Linked DNA regions of Sus scrofa: regions 1 and 2 are each linked to region 3. A link is a contact called in public HiChIP or PLAC-seq data. All regions are on one chromosome and are shown on one strand. Each heading gives the region's core, a stretch centred on a gene start, on an enhancer-like site or on the middle of the called end of the contact. The rest is flanking DNA. Distances are from core to core; before and after follow the strand shown. Region 1 overlaps C10H9orf3 (aminopeptidase O). Region 2 overlaps C10H9orf3 (aminopeptidase O). Region 3 overlaps C10H9orf3 (aminopeptidase O).

Region 1 (2,876 bases), core at 218-2,717, 150 kb after region 3:
AATTTTAGAGCATATTGAGTAAATGCATGGAGTGAGACTAAAAAACTATAGTTACCTGATATCTTGAAAAAATGAAAATGTTTTTGAAAAATATATATTGAAAGGGGAAGACATGAGTCATATAACCTATTTTATTCAGTGTTTTTGTAGTGGTTATTTTATTATTTTTCTACTCCACTAGTTCATTGCCTGTGTTTCTTTGGTTTTGTTTTTAATCTTTCACATGCCATAAATTGTTTAGTAATTCTAAAATGGATGCAGATTGCTTTAGAGATTAAACCAGTACTGGAAAATAAAGGGCTTTTTTTGTTGTTTCTGGTGTTTTATTTTTCTAAGCACATATTTCATGGTTATAATTTTACTCATCCTGAAATACCCCCTGTTCATCTGAAACTAGACTGAAGAGACTCATACTCAGAATTGTGAATGGGCTATTATAAATTTCTGGGGAAAATAGGCCTGATCACTTCAACCAGTACTAATTAAGAATTATGCAGATTAATTACTAGAAAGATGCCCTGGGTGGTTTGTTGCCCTTTTATTGGCATAATCTGTACACTGTAAAGAAAACAGCCCTCCCATATCTTCGTACATCTTTCACCCTTTCACCAGGTGATCCAGGAACATTTGTGACAGTTCTGCAGGAGGCACTAAACTCATGCATTTAATATTCATTTTTTCATAACAGTGATTTTTCTTTTTTTTCTTTGTTGTAGCTAGTATAGGCTGGTGTTTTTCCATAGAGATGCTGATATCATGGTGAAATGGCACGTACGCTGGAGTTTAAACTTTTTTTTTCCCTAAAGTACAGTGAGTTACGAGAGAAAGTCTTCACATTCTATAAATTAGAGGAAAAATTGTTGCAGCTCTGATTGCCTTTGTTCTCAAAGCCATTTGAATTGCAGGCTGTGTTGGGACTGGTTTGGACATTGTTTAACTGCTGAGACTAAAACTTCTAATTAGAGTAATTACTGGGTGGGAGCTGACTGGCGGGGCGGGGTGGGGGCCAGGGGCGTGGCCGCGAAGGGGCGCCGCGCGGTGGGAACCCGGCCCGACGGGGCGCGCGGAGCGGGCGGGGCGGGGCGGGGCGCGGCGCGGCGGCGACGGCCTCTCCGGGGATTGGCCCGTGAAGAGGAGGCGGCGCGCACGGCGGCCGCTGCGGATATCAGCCGGCGCCCGGGACCGATCCGCGAGGACTCCAGGCTCCGGCCCGCGCCCAGACGGGAGCCTCAGTAAGTCGGACTTTTTCCTCCGTCCCCCCCTCCCTCCCCCCTCCAGGTCGGGCTGGCCCGTCTGACAGCTGCGGGTGCCCAGGGCCGTCAGCTGGTGCTCGTTAGGAGAATGAAGGTGGTTTCTTCTCCGTCTACCAAATCCCTTCTCATTTTCCTCTTTTTAACTTTCCGTCTCTCCACCAAATGAGCTTGGCGGGAAAGAAAGCCAATTTGGGTCTCTCGTATTCGTTCTGCTTCATAATCCTATCCTCCTCTGCTCCCGGCTTAACAGCCCATTCTGTGGATTTGCATCCCCACTCCCGTGGTGGTATCATTGGATGTGAATGGGAATTCTAGTTGCCTTCAAAAATACTATACATGGGCTCTTGCCTTCCTTTTCATGCCTTTGTACTAGACGTTTTTAAACTTTGAGTGCATTTCAGGTCATGGGCGTCGGTATCGTAATTTTTTGTGTATTTCCCAAATCTTCAAGGAAGAAAAGTCAGGAAAACAAATACGTTCTGATGTGCTCAAGAAAGCTTAGTACTTAAAGGACAAATCCAGAGAAAGAGTCACAGATGACCTCTTCAGACTAGAGCCTTCTTTAGAAAGGTTCTTGAGGTTAGCTCTCTTCTCTAGAGAACTCTTCTCCTTCCTCTTTGTGTGCGCTCACCTAGAGGGGTCCTGGTCTTGGGTCTCAATTCGGTGCAAACATTCTTAGATGGAAACGTCGACCAAGTGCTGGACAGCTAACCACAGACAGTAAAAGAAGCAGTGTTTTTAGCTTTGACTCTAAAGAGAAGTTTGTTTGGGTAGCCCTGGAGGGAGCAGCCTGTTCATGTTTTATTTCTCTCTCAAAGGTAACTATTACTTACAAAGTTATGAGATGAGACCCTACGTTGTGAAGTTAGTAGGAAAGTGGTTCTCAGCCTCTGAGGTGGCATTTAGTAATTGAAAAATCTGTGTGTCCACTTTTCACTTTGAAGGCATCAGTGCTCACTTTTTTTTTCTTTTTTTCAGATTAATCTGTTATAAATCAGGCTTCATTTTGGAATAGAATATATTATAATTGGTATGTTGTGACTTTGATTAAAAGCGCGGTTGAAGAAATTCTGTTAAAATGTGGAGAGTAAACTCTTAAAGTTTTTTTTTAATTACATAAGAAAAATTTCTTAAAACCTACACAAAGAAAACTGTTCATTGCTTACCTCTTTTTTTTTCTTTTTCTTTTTAACATAAGTTCCAAGTTAATTTATAAAGCAGATAATCTGGGTACTGAGAGGAGGGACAGTTTGGTTTTCTATAGACTGATTATCTTTCGTTAAAATGGATAAACAATTCAAAAACTTAGAAATGCTTAAACATTTCTTGCAATTTTGAAAAGTTCTGTGCTATTAAAATGTATTATGTTCATAAAATAATTCTGAATTTTTCTTTTTTGAGATGTTATACATTTATACATACATAAAGGCATATAAAAGAGGAATCAAAACGCTAAAACTTAATGGCAGTTTAATGAAATTTCTTTAGGAGTCTATTAGGAATAACTTGCAGTAATTGAGATTTTAGATTGCTACTAGATCACAGATCTTCAGTTTAATCTCCTTCATACTAACACCTATGAAAGGGTTTTGATAGGTCTCAGACCTGCTGGGATTTTAGATC
Region 2 (2,718 bases), core at 173-2,672, 140 kb before region 3:
TGGGGTCCATCTTGGAAGCTGGCTACCTCAGAGAGGCCTTCCCTTCCTTCTCCCTCTCCTTTAGCAAATCGCCAGGTCCTTCTAATTCTTCCTCTGCAGTGTTTCTCACCTATAACGTCATCTCAGATCTCTTTCTTCTGGAGGCTGATGGAAAAAGCCTTGGGGACCGCATACCTAAGGGAACAAGCAGAATGCATGATAATATGCCAGCAAGGTTTCCAACCCACCTTATAGGGAGAAGGGGAGTACACACCCTGGCAAGCTAGTGTTTTGGGGAGGATTTGTTCCCTGTGCATGAAAGGGAAAGCCTGTAACCACCAGGGTCACCCTAGGGAAGTGTGCTGCGTTCAAAAGCAAGACAGCACAGATACTTTCAGAGTGGCCTAAGCACCCTGGGACTTGAGACCACAATATGGGATAAGCGCCCCCTTTGCATGAGGCAGAGAAGGTCTTAGGATATCTCTAGGCAGAGGCCTCCCACTTCCCTGTAAGCATCACAAATAGGTTTAATTCAACAAGTCTACTTAGAGGAGTTCCCATCGTGCCTCAGTGGTTAACAAATCTGACTAGGAACCATGAGGTTGCGGGTTCAATCCCTGGCCTCGCTCAGCGGGTTAAGGATCCGGTGTTGCCATGAGCTGTGGTGTAGGTCACAGACGAGGCTCGGATCTGGCGTTGCTGTGGCTCTGGTGTAGGCCGGCAGCTGTAGCTCCAATTGGACCCCTAGCCTGGGAATCTCCATATGCTATGGGTGCGGCCACAGAAAATACAGAAAAAAAAAAAAAAAAAAAGGACAAGTCTACTTAGAGTGGAAGTGGATTCCTAGAGCTCAAGCTGTGGGGTCCATTCTGCTTCGTTGAGAAAGAAAACCTTGATTCTCAATGTCATTAGTCATTGTCAAAGGGAGAGGCATTACACGTGCCATGTAGACAATGGCAACATACTTACTCTCTTTCCACTAATGATACTTTTCTTCTTGGGATCCTTCTCTAAGATGGGCCTTTGAGGGAAAAAAGCAGGTGAATTTTTCAGAACTAGGCATACCTTGACCCCATATACCTGAGCTATGTGAGCTGCTAAAGCTCCCCCCACCAGTACCCATCCATCACCAGCAGCCCCATCTGGAAGAAGGTGGCTTTAGGGGGCTTTGTCCTTAGGGTCTCAGGCAGCCTGAGGCTGGAGAGTTAACCAAGGCTCATCAATTAACCGAGGATCTAAGGAGACCAGGGTGGAGCTCAGCACTCATTGAAACTGATGGAACATTCTGGGCCTTCCGTAAAAATTTGTCTTTGCTCTTGGCTCGATGATTCTGGAACACAGAATCCTATAGATTTAGAGACCACAACAGGCAGTAGAAGTCCTGCCCTTCATCCCCATTTAGCATGTGACTCAGAGTGGTCAAGGGACTTTCCCATGGCCATTTAGTGAGTCGGTAATTCAGCCAGGACCCAAGTCTGAATTTCTAAACTTCTTTCCCCGTCTCATGTCAAACCTGTGCATCATCACAGCATATACATTTCTAGGAGGTAGACTGCAACTGCATGTCTGCTGTAAGGTCCATTTTCGGCTCTTATTGTTTTCTTTGAATGACAAGGAACCTCCTCTCCCAGGCTTCCTTGCCTTTGGCTTCCTGCCAGTTTTGGCCAATGCAGGGCACTGGTGGAACATTTGAGAGCAGGAGGTGGGGAGAAACAAGGTATTTTCTCTCCCCTCTCTGCTTCTTTTGTGCATCTCTAGCAATGATGAGTCTCCTTTGGTCCCAGCGCCCGCCGGACCTTCCCACGGTGACTCTGGCTTCCGCCCAATGACCCCTGATGCTGTAAGCCTGTAACACCCAGTAACGCCAGCTCCTCCAACCTGTGGAGTCACAGCTACTTACCACTGTGGCTAATCTCTCGGTTGCCTCATTGTCCCCTGTTTGGCTTCTCAACTCTTCTGTAACTTGTATAACCAGTTCCCTGTATGAAAAGACCTAGACCAGGTTTCTCTTTTCCTTCCTGGACCCCAACTGAAGGAGCGGGGCCATCATTCTCCCTGTTCTTGCACACGGTAAGAACACAAGAGAGGTTTCGTCGTAACAACGTTAACAAAAAAGGAAAACCAGTTGCAAGAGAGGTAGTGTTCTGCCCTAATATTTACTCTATAAAACAAGCCAATTAAAACTATATCAGGTTTGCCATAACCCTGAAAAGCAAAAAGTAGAAATACTTTCCTAAGGCATCTTCCTCCGGGCCAGTCCGTGCCTCCTACACCCTAGTGTCGGAAGAACAGACCTCTCTCATCTCATAAATTTTTTTGTTTTCTATCTCTGGCCGTGACTTAATCATGGAAGGGGTTGTCCTTGATATGGGTGGGTCTGTATTTTTTAATTGTAGCAGAATGAGGCCTAACGTCATGCCATTGGTTTCCTGCACTTGCTTTGCTAACAGCTCTATCCTTGGCCTTCCCGTCACAAGCCTGGTTGTTGCGACCTACGCGCCTGTTTATATGCCAACCCTTGTTCTTGGCCTCCACACAAGGATTCCCACAAGGGTTCCATTGGCGATGGTGGTTTCCAAGATTGGGGGTATCTGCCTGCCAGCCCTGGATTTGAGACCACCAGCTTGTTTTTCTAAGCATTAATATCTCAGTGATCGCCTAAACATGTTTTCTTTTCCAGAATATTTTCCAAACGGTTCATAAGAATGTCCCTAAAACTTTTTCTCTTTTGAAGGCTTA
Region 3 (2,749 bases), core at 230-2,729:
ATCAACAATATTTTAGTATCAGCTTCAGTTGCTTTCCCAAAAATACAAGGAAGAGCTAAACCCTGCAGCCATTCGTGGACAACCCTGCTGGGTGACTTGTGCACACTGCTTCTCAGTTGTCCCTTAGCCGTCACCTCTGTAGAGGAGAAAGCTGAAGAACTGAGAGATCCAATAGTTGGTCCCACCCCAGGCAGGGGACCCCCCAGAGTTGCAGGGGGAAGCTTTGTCTGCAAAGTGTGTTCAGGCCCACACATCAGGTTGTCTTCTGGGGACAAAAGTGTAAGAAAGAAGGGTCTGCCTGGCTGTGTGCCCCTTACACATCCACACAGCCTCTCCAGAGCTTCTATCCCAGCAAGAGCTGGGGTGTCAGGGGGCTCAATGGGACAGGACCATTCCCCCTTCAGCCACCATGAACTTCTGCTGAAGCAGCCCCTCTGTAAACTGATGAAATGTCACTATACTTAAGTCAAAGTTAAAAAAAAACAAAAAACGAGTTCCTGTTGTGGCTCAGTAGGTGAAGAACCCGACTAGTACCCATGAGGATGCAGGTTGGATCCCTGGCCTCACTCAGTGGGTTAAGGATCCAGCGTTGCCGGGAGCTGTGGTGTAGGTCACAGATGTGACTTGGATTTGGCGTTGCTGTGGCTGTGACATAGGCTGGCAGCTGCAGCTCCAACTCAACCCCTACCCTAGGAACTTCCATATGCCAAGGGTGAGCCCCTAAAAAGAAACAAAACAAAACAAAACAAAACCACATTGCAATGTCCTTTCTCATCCGAGCAGCTGACAAAGTTTCGGACTGTCAGGTTTGTGACCGCCAAGTGTTTTAGGCTGGAAATCCAGAAGTAAAAGGCTCAGTATCCAACCTGCTCTGAGCCTCAGTTTCCTTGTTTGCTCTTTGGAAGTGGAAGTTAACATCAATTGACCGTCGAGTGCCTTTGAACTCCAGCTTTCTTCCTTTCCAACTTATGGAAATTATTTTCCCCACTTTCCTGAGAGGGGAAGTATAAGACCCCAGGCTGTCTGTGACAACTGCCAAAGCGGCTGTTTTTTAATGGAAAGTCAGCTTCCTTCTGAGGTTGCTTAACATAGCAGAAGCTGCTCGAGAACAGAGAAGCCCAATGTTTCCCTTTAGCTTTTTTGACGTCATTTGCCTGTGGGTGGGTTCCCATCCGCCGCCTCTCTGACCACACCAAATTTTATTGCACAGATTTAAAAAACACACCTCGGTGTGGCAAACCACCTCAAGAAGCAATTTAGCCCAGAAGCCCTGCCGCTAAGCTGCGGCCGAGAGCGCCAGTTTCGGTCCAGCCTTGGACTGTGCCAGGATCCCATCTCGGAGGAGTAAATGAGCCATCCTCCCCCTCCCTGCCTCCCGCCAATAAAAGCAGAATGTTCACTTGACACTATCTCATGGGGGATTTGAAGAATCAATTCTAAACACAGACTTGAAAGCACTTAGCAATCTGAGAGCAAGAGGGCGGGACTACCATTTGTGGCCTGTTTACTGTGTGCTAGGTACTAGGATGGGCACTTGACTTCCCTTTTTCTTTTTCTTTTTCTTTTTTTTTTTTTGCTTTTTGCTTTTTGCTTTTTAGGGCCACAGTTGGGGCATAGGGAAGTTCTCAGGGCCAGGGATTGAACCCTCATCCTCATGGTTACTAGTTGGGTTCCTTACCGCTGAGCCACAATGGAACTCCTTGACTTTTCATTCTTTTTTTTTTTTTTTTTTTTTCAGCTTCTCTATAGCAAGTTTATTATAAAAATACAATCTCATCTCAAATTAGCTTTCAGATTCAGCTGTGGAGCAGAGATCTTCTGCCTTAATAAAAGACAGTTGAGGTTGAATCTATTTAAGTTGCAGTTATGTCAGAACACAGAAAGTGGTACATTAGGTTCATTAGCTCATGTGGGGGAAAAAAAGTGGTTAAAGCTGTTCCATAAAACAAGACAGTTCAAATGTGAGATAAAAGTGATGAAATGATACAAGTCAGACACTAAAATACGGTACCGCAGTGGGTATTGCTTTTAGAAGTTGACAGTGATGTGTGATAACTCAAGACCGTTTCATACAATGATTGTGTGTGTGTGTGTGTGTGTGTGTGTGTGTGTGTGTGTGTGTGTGTGTGTGGCTTTGGACCCTTGTGTAAGGATTTCTAGTTAATTTATTGACTTTTATTCTTTATTTCACTCAGCTCTATACTCTATAATCATCAGACACAAAACTGTCAAACAGTTGGATTTTAGGCCGCTATGAACCCAAAGCTTATCAAGAAGACAGAGGACAAGCAGTGGTGGGGGTGGGGGCAACTGGACTGATTATAAGCCGGGGGCGAGCTGAATGTCTTTACCATTTTTAACACCATCTGCACAAAGTTTAAAAATCTACTTATATGGAGTTCCTGTCGTGGCGCAGTGGTTAACGAATCCGACTAGGAACCATGAAGTTGTGGGTTCGATCCCTGGCCTCGCTCAGTGGGTTAAGGATCCAGTGTTGCTGTGAGCTGTGGTATAGGTTGCAGACACAGCTTGGGTCCCGAGTTGCTGTGGCTGTGGCTTAGGCTGGTGGCTACAGCTCTGATTAGACCCCTAGCCTGGGCACCTCCATATGCCGTGGGAGTGGCCCTAGAAAAGGTAGAAAGACAAAAAAAAAAAAAATCTACTTATGTCCATTTGCAATGCACCAGGCGTCAGAAATACATCCATTCATACAAATATTTTGCCCTCTCGGTGCTTGGAGATGTCAGAG

What was found. HiChIP or PLAC-seq counts read pairs in DNA pulled down with a chosen protein or histone mark.
Region 1: an H3K27ac HiChIP or PLAC-seq map of alveolar macrophages shows a contact between it and region 3. The contact joins two enhancer-like sites. A contact is called at or near these places in 1 of 47 Hi-C or Micro-C datasets (fibroblasts) and 1 of 2 datasets of contacts at active chromatin or transcription factors (alveolar macrophages).
Region 2: an H3K27ac HiChIP or PLAC-seq map of alveolar macrophages shows a contact between it and region 3. The contact joins two enhancer-like sites. A contact is called at or near these places in 1 of 47 Hi-C or Micro-C datasets (embryonic fibroblasts) and 1 of 2 datasets of contacts at active chromatin or transcription factors (alveolar macrophages).

The regions. Positions count from the first base shown.
Region 1 is chr10:27,114,787-27,117,662 of Sscrofa11.1, reverse strand. All of the region lies in intron 14 of C10H9orf3 (aminopeptidase O), which reads left to right. Among named protein-coding and RNA genes, the nearest start is that of MIR23B, 36 kb to the right of the region's middle. Within about 2 kb of position 1,467, at least 33 of the 83 cell types and tissues checked have an H3K27ac peak or open chromatin away from gene starts, as enhancers often do. A contact at or near this core is called in alveolar macrophages, where this site is marked.
Region 2 is chr10:27,408,870-27,411,587 of Sscrofa11.1, reverse strand. All of the region lies in intron 2 of C10H9orf3 (aminopeptidase O), which reads left to right. Among named protein-coding and RNA genes, the nearest start is that of C10H9orf3, 62 kb to the left of the region's middle. Within about 2 kb of position 1,422, at least 4 of the 83 cell types and tissues checked have an H3K27ac peak or open chromatin away from gene starts, as enhancers often do. A contact at or near this core is called in alveolar macrophages, where this site is marked.
Region 3 is chr10:27,264,866-27,267,614 of Sscrofa11.1, reverse strand. All of the region lies in intron 5 of C10H9orf3 (aminopeptidase O), which reads left to right. Among named protein-coding and RNA genes, the nearest start is that of MIR23B, 190 kb to the right of the region's middle. Within about 2 kb of position 1,479, at least 24 of the 83 cell types and tissues checked have an H3K27ac peak or open chromatin away from gene starts, as enhancers often do. A contact at or near this core is called in alveolar macrophages, where this site is marked.